2 separate regions of the Sus scrofa genome follow, and region 1 is linked to region 2. Evidence: chromatin contacts called from public Hi-C data. All regions are on one chromosome and are shown on one strand. The core of a region is the stretch at or near the end of the contact, and the rest is flanking DNA. Distances in the headings are between cores, read along the strand shown.

What was found. Hi-C and Micro-C count contacts between places; a contact is called where the count stands out from the background.
Region 1: a contact with region 2 is called in a Hi-C map of skeletal muscle, with 3 times the contacts expected there. The contact joins the promoter of IPO9 here to the promoter of SHISA4 in region 2. A contact is called at or near these places in 4 of 5 promoter capture datasets (fetal liver, fetal skeletal muscle and liver), 21 of 47 Hi-C or Micro-C datasets (alveolar macrophages, blood, brain and 12 more) and 2 of 2 datasets of contacts at active chromatin or transcription factors (alveolar macrophages and skeletal muscle).

Annotation. Positions count from the first base shown.
Region 1 is chr10:24,106,640-24,111,635 of Sscrofa11.1, forward strand. It overlaps IPO9 (importin-9), which reads left to right and starts at 3,487. Exons shown (of 24, transcript XM_021064520.1): 1 at 3,487-3,716. The coding sequence starts at 3,554.
Region 2 is chr10:24,157,318-24,162,291 of Sscrofa11.1, forward strand. It overlaps SHISA4 (protein shisa-4), which reads left to right and starts at 1,331. Exons shown (of 5, transcript XM_021064525.1): 1 at 1,331-1,525; 2 at 1,773-1,944; 3 at 2,678-2,811; 4 at 3,414-3,581; 5 at 3,699-4,187. The coding sequence starts at 1,453. The coding sequence ends at 3,745.

The DNA of each region.
Region 1 (4,996 bases), core at 2,237-4,736, 49 kb before region 2:
GCAATTCATATTTTAACAAAACCCTTTTGGCAATTCTGATGCACAAGTTTGAAATTCACTGTGTTGGTATCAGCCAGGTATCAGGGCCCCCCCTAGGCCTTGAGCACCACAATTAAGGTCCTAGGTTATGAGTCAGACTGTAACATGAGTTTGAAAGCTGTCTCATGATTCTGTTTTTCCCTTTCTTTAACATGGAAAGATAGAGCTCCCATTGTGGCTCAGCGGTTAATGAACCTGACTAGCATCCATAAGGACAAGAGTTTGATCCCTGACCTCGCTCAGTGGGTTAAGGATCTGGTGTTGCCGTGAGCTGTGTTGTAGGTCACAGACACAGCTCAGATCCCACGTTGCTGTGGCTGTGGTGTAGGCTGGCAATTACAGCTCCTATTCCACCCCTAGCCTGGGACCTTCCATATGCCACGTGTGTGGCCCTAAAAAGACCAAAACGAAAGAAACAAAACAAGAAAACTGTGGAAAGAAAAGGTATGTGTGCCTTTGGGCAGACCTTAGCGGCATGTCTGCACCTCCTAGTCCAACATACGGAGGAAGATGGCATGGCTCTGAAACTCCTCCTTGGCAGGCTATAGGCTTACGGGGAGAAGGCAGAACAAGGTCTCCTCCAGGTCCTCTTCTAGATGACAGGTCTATGCTGATGAGCCTTTTGCCACTTTCGTATTAGGATGCCAAGAGTTAAAAAGTCTGATTGGGTACAGCAGGAATTGGCCCAGCACTGTGTATCAATTATACTTTGATTTTTTAAAAATTGCAACTAAAAAAAAAAAAAACCCGATTGGTATTTCTGTGACAGCCCGTTCTCTTAGCAGCATCCCTGGCCCTTGTTTGAGTTCTAAAGAGCACTGCTGGGGTCCTAGAACCTGCCAGAACCTCCTTTCCCTCCACCAGGACTTGGCCACACAAATGCTAATAGCGATGGAATAAGATCTTAAAACAATCTGAAAGGAGCTTCCTGTCTTTCCAAACTCACAGACTCCCGCTGGTGGGGCCGTGGGGAGATGAGGCATGACTGACTGGTTTTGTTTCATTTTGTCCTTTTTCCCTTGAGGGCCCTTGTGGGCAGAGGACGAAGGGACATCTGGTAGTGGGCATCCTGAACTGGGGACCCAGGACCTGGAGAAGGACTAGAGCCAGAGGAAGGCGAGCAAACAGCTGCCCTAAAATACCCCTCGCCGCTGCCCCCGGCCTCCCACGGGATGTCCCTGCTGTGCCTCCTGGACGAAGACCAGGAGAGGGAGCTCGCCCCTCCCCGGTCTCTGGGCCACTGCGGTGCAGGCGCCTCCCACTTCCTCCTCCTTTTCTGTTTTGGTTTCTTTCAACAGAACCATCTTTTTCTTAAAGGAATTCCAACCCCTGCTGGATTCCTTTCCTTCTCCCTCCCACCCATCCTGCTTCTGGCAGTGCTGTCTGTGTGATGGTGGCTTTGTTTCCGAAGGCCCGCCGGTCCTCCGGTGGAAGGCAGGCAGGAATCTTTGCAATATATATATATTTTTTAATTTATTGGGCGCAAAGCCCCAAACCAGGATCTGTGTGTTGTGTCTGTGTGTTTCGGTTTTGTACCACGGGCCCTTCCCCTTGACACCCAGCGTGGAGAAAGCGAGCCGTTGTACACAGTTGCTGTAACCATCATCAAAGAACTGGGCCGCCCCCTCGGTGATTTGCCTGAACAAGAAATTGGCTGATCCTTAAATCCATGCCAGGGCCAGCGGAAGAAGCCTTTCTCCCGTCACTGCCAAAGGCCCCTCGTCGAGGCTCTCTGTCCACCAGGCATGTGTCTCCCCAGCCAGAGTCACCTGTTCAACGCCATTGCATTTCAATAAAGTTATCTCCTGTGTTGTCTGCTGGCACTCTCTCACTCCCTCTCTGGTGTCTGTCTCTACTGGTCTTTTGGCCTTTCCTTGCTCTGGAAGATCATTTGGCTAATCCAGAGGTGAGACCCACCTGCCTGTTGATGGCTGACCCTCCAACCCTAAGCAGGAGTCTCTGGGCCCCTTTGGTTGTGGGTATGTTTGTGTGTGTGGGGGGGAGGGTCTTGCCTGCACAGACCCAGCATCCTTCACCAGAATGCAAAACATCCAGCCCAGAAGTCCTTCCTTCATGGCCATGGTGTTAGAAAACATACCACCTTCTGGACCTGGGGGAAAAGTGAATCAACCTAGGAGAAAAGAGGCTGTTCATTCTAATGGAGTTCTGCTTCTCCTGGCCACTCAAAGAAGGAAAATGACAAATCCTACTCTTCCCCACTGTGAAACTTTGGGGTCCAGGAGGCAATCTTTCCCCTAGGAAACTGCTATGGGGACCCAACCCAGCTCTGCCCTCTATCAGGGAGGTGGCAAATAGTTCAGAGCTCTCCCTGAAATAAGCAATCAAGGAAAAGTTCCCTGGTGGCCTAGCAGGTTAAGGAGCCAGCACTGTCACTGCTGTGGCTCAGATTTTTGACCCCTGGCCCAGGAACTTTTGTATACTGCACGTACAGACAAACACGAGAGGAATCATTCTTTCAGAAGAATACTCAGATGAAGTGACCTGATCCCTGATTGTTGACAGCTTAGCATCCACGGTCTTAGAACTGGGCTAAGAGTGGCTACCTGGTCCTCTTTGCCACTTAGGAACAAGTCATGATCCCTAGAAACCATTTTAAGGCATTCAACCTGAACAGCTTATTATGAAACATCTGTCCTGTTTGGTCTGAACCTCCCACCCCAACAATGGTACCATCCTTCTACCACGGCAAGCATTGCATTCACTCTCCACCCTTTAAAGGTCCAGTGGTAACTCACCTGGAGAAAAAATTTACACTTTCTCAGCACATGGGACTTATTCTCCAATAGTCAGATAAGTACTTTCTCTGGAGGGGACAGCCTTACCGACGCAGGTCTCTCTCCTGGCCAGCGACTATCTGACCATGAGGTTAGGCTCACCTGGCTGGAAAAACCATGGACCCGGCCTCTGCAAGATGACCGCTCCCCTCTGCCCAGCCCACTTCAGATTCTTTCCCTGCCCTTTGGATTCCTGAAACTGCGATGAGTTCCCTGTGGTGGCTCAGTGGGTTAAGGACCCAACATGGTCTCTCTGAGGATGCATGTTCCATCCGGGCCTCGCTCAGTCGCTTAAGGATCTGAGATTAAGAGACTCATTAGTTGTGGGGGGAAAGAGGTCGGCTTCCAACCCCCTCCCTAAAGCCTTGTCCACTCATTCCCATCCCACCCTCTCCTAACGCAGCATCTCACCCCGAAAGGATCCGTGCAAGAGGAGGTACAGGTCTTGGCCTGAGCTGCGGCCAAGGCTGCCCACGCGCTGTCTGCGGCCGTCGGGGAGCCCGCACCTCGCGGGGGCTCACTCGACAGGCTTCCCGCTGAGGCGCTGCAGTTCTTGTCTCCACCGCAGGCGGCGCTGTCTCGGGAGGCTCATGCCGCTGCCCCGCCCCTCGCGCGCCCGCCCGGCCTGTGCGCAGGCGCGGCTTCGCGGATTGGCCGCGCGCGGGAGCCGTCCGGCGGCGGCGGGTCGGGCCGCGGGGCTGGCGCGCGGCGGGAGAAAGATGGCGGCGGCGGCGGCGGCTGGCGCGGCCTCGGGGCTGCCGGGGCCGGTGGCCCAAGGGCTGAAAGAGGCGCTGGTGGATACGCTCACCGGGATCCTGTCTCCGGTGCAGGAAGTGCGGGCGGCCGCCGAGGAGCAGATCAAAGTGCTGGAGGTGACAGAGGGTGAGTGAGGCGGGTCGTCGCGAGGGCGGCTGACCTGGGCCGCGCTGACCGCAGGCTGGGGAGGGAGGGTCCTGGGGAGGCTAGTCAGGGAGGCCGGTGGGGAAGGAGGGTTCTCCCGGGAGGGAAGGTCCCCCCGGGAGGGAGGCGCCTGGGCGGCGGCGTGGAGGGTCCTGGAGAGGCCGGCCGGGGAGGGAGGATCCGGGGCGGGAGGGTCCCGGAGGGAGGGCCCCACGGAGGGAGGGTCCAGGGAGGGAGGCTCCGGGAGGACCCTGGGCGGCGGCGCGGAGGGTCCGGGGCAGGCGCGCTGAGCGCGGGCCCGGGCTCGCTCTCGGCCGGGAGCGCGGGGCTGGGCGAGCGGGCGGCGGGGTTGAGGCCGCGGCCGTGGGCCGGAGACCTGGCGGGACCGCGCCTCCGCGCGCCTCCCCGGGAATCAGTCAGACGCCTGTGCGGCCGCCTCCCCTCCCGCGCGCTCCCCGGGGCTTTTCGGAGTGGTTGGCACTGCTCGGGGAAGCTGATCATCCTTTGTCTTTGAGTCTTTGTCCGCATCCTCCTAGTATAGGCTTGAGAATGATGGAGGAAAGAACGAGCCTCTGGCTTGAGGTCGCCTGTCAGTTCCTGCCCAGCGGGCCTTCCCCAGGCCCGGGGGAGCCTTGCTACACGGGCAGTTTGATCCTGAACCCAGAGGAGAGAAATCCTCTCGGGCTTTATGTCAGAAATGCGTCTGGTCCGTCGGGGCTCCGCTCCCCCAGCTCAGCAGGGAGGTTCCACCAGCACTCAAATTGCCGGTGGTCTGACCAGGCACTCTCAGAACCTCGCAGTGGCCCTCCTACTGGACTTAGGGTTTTTGTTGAAAAAGACTTAAAACAGCTTTCCTTTAAATGTAACGTCCTCCCACGACATGGAGCACCATTGAAAACTAAGTCACTTCTCTTGGAAATACTTAGAGATTTGGGATCCAACAGGTTAGGGACCCGGTTTTTGAAGGCCTAGTTGGAGCTGTCATTGTTCTGGAAAATGTCAGACACTGCAAGAGGAGCAACCTCGGGATAGAAGAAAGCTCTCTGGGAGCCATGCATAGGTTGATCTGTGGGAGTTATTATAGCCTCCTGGGTAAAATTCCTTTATTCACAATCTGTCTCCCTTGAGTATGAAGTGACAAAGCAGAGGAACCTCATCACATTCAAGTTATTGCTTGCATAAAGTTGAAGGTTTAGGGTATGACCTGCAAGGTTGAATCAAGTTTTTGGAGTTGAATGTGGTATTTGGGACCCTTTGGAGGT
Region 2 (4,974 bases), core at 81-2,580:
CTTTCTTTCTTTCTTTCTTTCTTTCTTTCTTTCTTTCTTTCCTTTCTTTTTGTCTTTTTAGGGCCACACCCGCAGCAGACGGAGGTTCCCAGGCTAGGGGTTGAATCGGAGCTGTAGTCACTGGTCTCACCACAGCCACAGCAGCCCCAGATCCGAGCTGTATCTGAGACCCACTACAGCTCATGGCAATGCTGGATCCTTAACCCACCGAGTTGAGGCCAGGGATCAAACCCACATCCTCATGGAGACTAGTCAAGTTTGTTACCACTGAGCCACAACGGGAACTCCCCTCTGCCCATTTCTAATCAGATTGTTTGTTTGACGTTGAATCGTATGTGCTCTTTATGTATTTTGGATATTAGCCTCGTATAGCATATATCGTTTGCAGATAGCTTCTCTCATGAGGTGGGGGAAGTCACTTGGATTTAGCATGCCTCCGCCACTCACTGCCTCTGTCACCTGGACACTTTAATAACTTCCTTGAGTCCTAGTTTCTCTGTCTATAAAAGGGACTGGCAACACCAGTGAACCTGGTTTAGCTCATGGGATTGTGGGGAACCGCAAATGAGGGACATGTCCAAGCACCCTGAGGGCTAAGGGAGGCTATGGATTTTCTCCCCAGAAAATTTTGGTCCCCTGCATGTTCCCGGTCCGTGTGGCCCTGCAGTAGGGGCCTGGCCACCAACACACAGTACAAACTTAGCAGGAGACTGAAAGAGGTCTCGCTGTAAGGAACTCTGGCCCTTGCTCTGCCCTGCTTTCCTGCAGCATCTCTGCGGGGCTGCTCTAGAAGAAAGGGGTTTTCACTCTCAAGGCCGTCTGACTGGATGGGTCCCAGGTGGCCCCAGCGGCCAGCCACCCGGAAGCGTGAGGCCATAGGCTGGCGCATGCCAGCGCTGACCACTCGGAGGGGGAAGGGGCCGCTCAGGGAGCCAATGCAGCTGGCAGGGTCCAGGCCTGTGGGCTCGACGGGGACAAAGCTGCTCTGAGCCGCCTCTCAATGGGCGCCTGTGTTCCGCGGTGGGGGCAGGGTGCTCCGGGCCTCCTCCTGCTCCTCCCCGCCGCCGCAGGACGTCTTCGGCTGGACACTGGGGCAGAAGTGGTCCCGCACAGGGAAGGTCCGGGTCGGCCCCTGTGCCTGGGCTTTCGGAGATGGCACCAGGATCAGGGCTTCTGGGGCCCAGAACGCTGATTGGGCCGAGGCAGGGGGCGGGCCCAGGCCCGGCGGGCCCCCACTGTGCCCAGCCGCTTGGTCGCGGGAGCCCGCGCGGGGCGTGGCCAGGGGCGTGGCCGGCGTGGACCCCGGACGGGCGGGGCGCGGGGACAGATCACCGAGGACCAGCCGAGCCCGCCCCGAGGAGGCGGGGAGGAGCCGGGCGGGCGCGCTGGCCCCGCGGAGCTGGGCGGCCGGCGTTGTCCTGCGCGCCCGGCGGCCGCTCCACGCGCCCCGCTATGCCGCCCGCGGGGCTCCGCGGGGCCGCGCCGCTCGCGGTGATCGCGCTCCTGGTGCTGGGGGCGCCCCTGGGTAAGGGCCGGGGGCCGCGGGCGTGGCGCGCGCGGGGGAGGCCCTGGAGGAGGCGGTGCCCGGGCGTGGCGGGGTCCGTGGGAGAGGAGGGCAAGAGTGGGCTGACCCCGGGGGGGCCGCTCCAGGCAGAGGCCTCTGGGCTCAGGGACCAGGGCAGACCTTCGGGTGGTGAGAGTAGGGCGCGCGGGAGGGGGGCAGCCAGAGACCCGGCCCGGTGGCCACTGGGCACCCGCACCCCTGTCTGCAGCGCTAGCCGGCGAGGACTGCCTCTGGTACGTGGATCGGAATGGCTCCTGGCAGCCGGGCTTTAACTGCGAGTTCTCAACCTTCTGCTGCGGGACCTGCTACCAGCGCTACTGCTGCAGAGACCCGACCTTGCTCATCACCGAGAGGCAGCAGAAGCACTGCCTGGCCTTCAGGTGGGCTCCTCCCCTCCTTGTCCACCTCCACATTCTTAGCCCAGACCCAGGCTCCGGCTAGGGGACAAGGCGAATCTTGAGTGTCCAGCTTGGGAATTCCAGGAGGGGCCGTTAGTAAACACGTCAAGTGCTGGTGGGGCTGAGCCCTCCCCTTGGCCCTGCCCTGGCTGCAGAGGGAGGGTGCAGGGTCAGCGCCAGGGCCGGTGTCGTTCTGCCAGGAAGGCAGGAGACCCAGTCTCATGCCTCACTAGCTGCGTGGTCTTGCAGAAGACACGTCCTGGGTGGGTCACTTTCCTCTTCATTGAAACCAGGCCGGGACGGGGGGCGGGGGGTGCCACAGTTAGTGGTTTTCCAGCGTCTTTTTGAAGGGGCCTGCTGACATATAAAACAGGTACAAGAAGACCCATTGCAGTGGGATTTTAAAAAACAGCTCTGGATCATTGCCCAGGGGACTTGCAGGGCTCACGGTCAGAAGTCTAACCGGTTAAGTTGCTGCCGTAGGGCGCCCACTGCAAATCCCCAGAGGCCACTCGCTGGCCAGCAGGCGCCTGGCCTTCCGGGAAGCGTGGTTCCCTAAGATCCCCTGCGGGGTTCCGCAGAGCCCACCAGGAACCCCAAATCTCAGCTCTCTGTGGCCCCCTGCTGGCCAGGAGTCCAAGCACAGCTTTCAGGTCACCCTGTGAGGACTTTCTGCTTGAGGCTTGGAAGGTGAGGCACGCTTCTCTGTCTAAAGCCCCAAGACCATAGCAGGCATCGCTTCTGCCGTGATCCTCTTCGTGGCTGTGGTCGCCACCACCATCTGCTGCTTCCTCTGCTCCTGCTGCTACCTGTACCGCCGGCGCCAGCAGCTGCAGAGCCCTTTTGAAGGTAGGTGCGGGGCTGGGCAGGTGCGCCCCAGACAGGCCTGCTGAGCCCCCGGGTGGACACTGGAGCTCCAGGAGACGTGATTCTGTGTCCTGGACTCACCACCTGCCAGCTTGTCACCCATACACAGGAACGTGCAGGGGCACGTGTGAACACTGTACCCGTGTGTGCCTGTGTTGTCTGGAGGCAGCGAGTGTGTGCACAGGCTTGTGGGACTCTCAGGAAGCGTGTGTGCGGGGGCTGGAGTGTGAGCGCGTGGATGGGCTGGGTGTGCAAAGGGCGTGTGGCTGCGCCTATGCCTAAACCTGCTGGGCAGGGGTCCATGCCAGAGGCCCCCTGGGGGCAGGCTTGCTAAGCTGCAGGATTCCAGCCCCCAGCTGCCGTCTCCTTGCCCAGATAGCACCTTCCCCAGGCTGTGCCCCCAGCCCTCGAGGTCCCCAAAGCCCAGCTGAGGGGAGCAAAGTGCTGACTGCAATTGACCCTCTGGGCTACCTGCAGGCAACCCGCTGGCTCTGCTCAGCAAGGTCTCGGAGCAGAGTTGGCTGGGCCGGCCCTGCTTCCCATGGAGGTGGCATTCTAAGTGCGGCTCCTTGTCCCCCACCCAGGCCAGGAGATTCCAATGACAGGCATCCCAGTGCAACCAGTGTACCCGTACACCCAGGACCCCAAAGCCGGCCCTGTACCCCCCCAGCCTGGCTTCATGTACCCGCCTAGTGCTCCTGCGCCCCAGTATCCGCTCTACCCGGCGGGGCCCCCTGTCTACAACCCTGCAGGTAAGCCAGCCTGAACTCTCGCCCCACGCCCGCACCTCTGTCTCGCGTGCCTGCCCCAGACTTCCAGGCCTGCCCTCCTGTGCACCCTGACCCCCACCCTGTCTCCTTGGCTTGCAGCTCCACCCCCCTACGTGCCCCCCCAGCCCTCCTACCCAGGAGCCTGAAGAGCCGGCCGTGGTGTCTCTGCCATCCCTCAGGGGCGCCTCCCTCTGGACCTCCGTGTGGCCCGGGGGGCGGGCAGGGTCCTCTTCTTGCCGGGCCCCAGACCGAGCCACACCCTGAGACCTTCTGGGAACAGAGCCCCAGGAGGAGGAAAGGAGCTGAGCTGGAACTTGGCCGTGAATAGGGGCGGGTCGGGGGCTTGACGTGCGTTCACCGTTTTAACCGGGGCGATGGAAGGACGGGAAAGCCTGGGTCACAGCCCCTGCTTTCCTCCTCCTACCAGGATGTCGGTGGCCGGCCAGAAGGCGGGGCCCCTCCTGCCTGCCCACATGGCTGGGGTGGGGCTGGGGGGACTCCACCAACGGGGGATGGAAGCCCTCCTCCTGGCCGCCCTTCCCCCCAGGGCTAAGGCCTGCTGGATTAAAGCTGTCAACTTGGGACTCACGCGGTCGCATCATTGGGCTGTCCGCACCTGCCTCAGCATGGCTGGCAGCTCCGTGACCCCAAAGCAGGGGAGGGCTGGTGCCAGGCAGGGCTGGAGCACGGGCAGAACCACCCAGCCTGGGGGCTCCTTGGGCCGCCTCCCAGAGCCAGGGAGGTGGGTCTCGCCACACCTGGAAGAAGGTGCTTGTTTGCCTTGCGGATTCCACTCGAGGGGCCAGGTCTGTGAGGCACTGCCAGCTGCCCAAAGGCACCTTCTCCTGTCCCGTACACTTGGATTCACCCTTGGGCCCCAATATCATCGGACCTTGAGTGTATCTCCCAAGGTCACCAGGTCTCAGCTTCCCCATCTGTTGAATGGGCACACTGCCTCAGAGCAGTCATGCCGGTGAACCATGTACAGGGAACTTGGTCGGCTGAGCCGTAACAGGTCAGGGGTTCCAGGACCCGAAGCTGGACTGGGTAGGTGCTCTGTCAGCCGCCTTGCACTATCAGGAAGCCCAGGACACCAGGCCCCCAGGCCCAGTTCGGTGCCTCCACTGGGCCTGGCAGGTGCCCCCTGCCCCCTTGGCCTCACCCTCTGAGGATGCCAGCCTGGTGACAAATCCAGGAAAGGGAGTTTTATTTATTTCCCTATTTCTTGGCCAAACCATGGCATACGGAAGTTCCCTAGAGAGGGATGGAATCCGAGCTGCAGCTGGGGCCTACGCCACAGCAGCAGCAACACTGGATCCTTAACCTGACGTGCCACAGTGGGAACTCCCATATCGTTTTTAATTCAAGTGGAAAA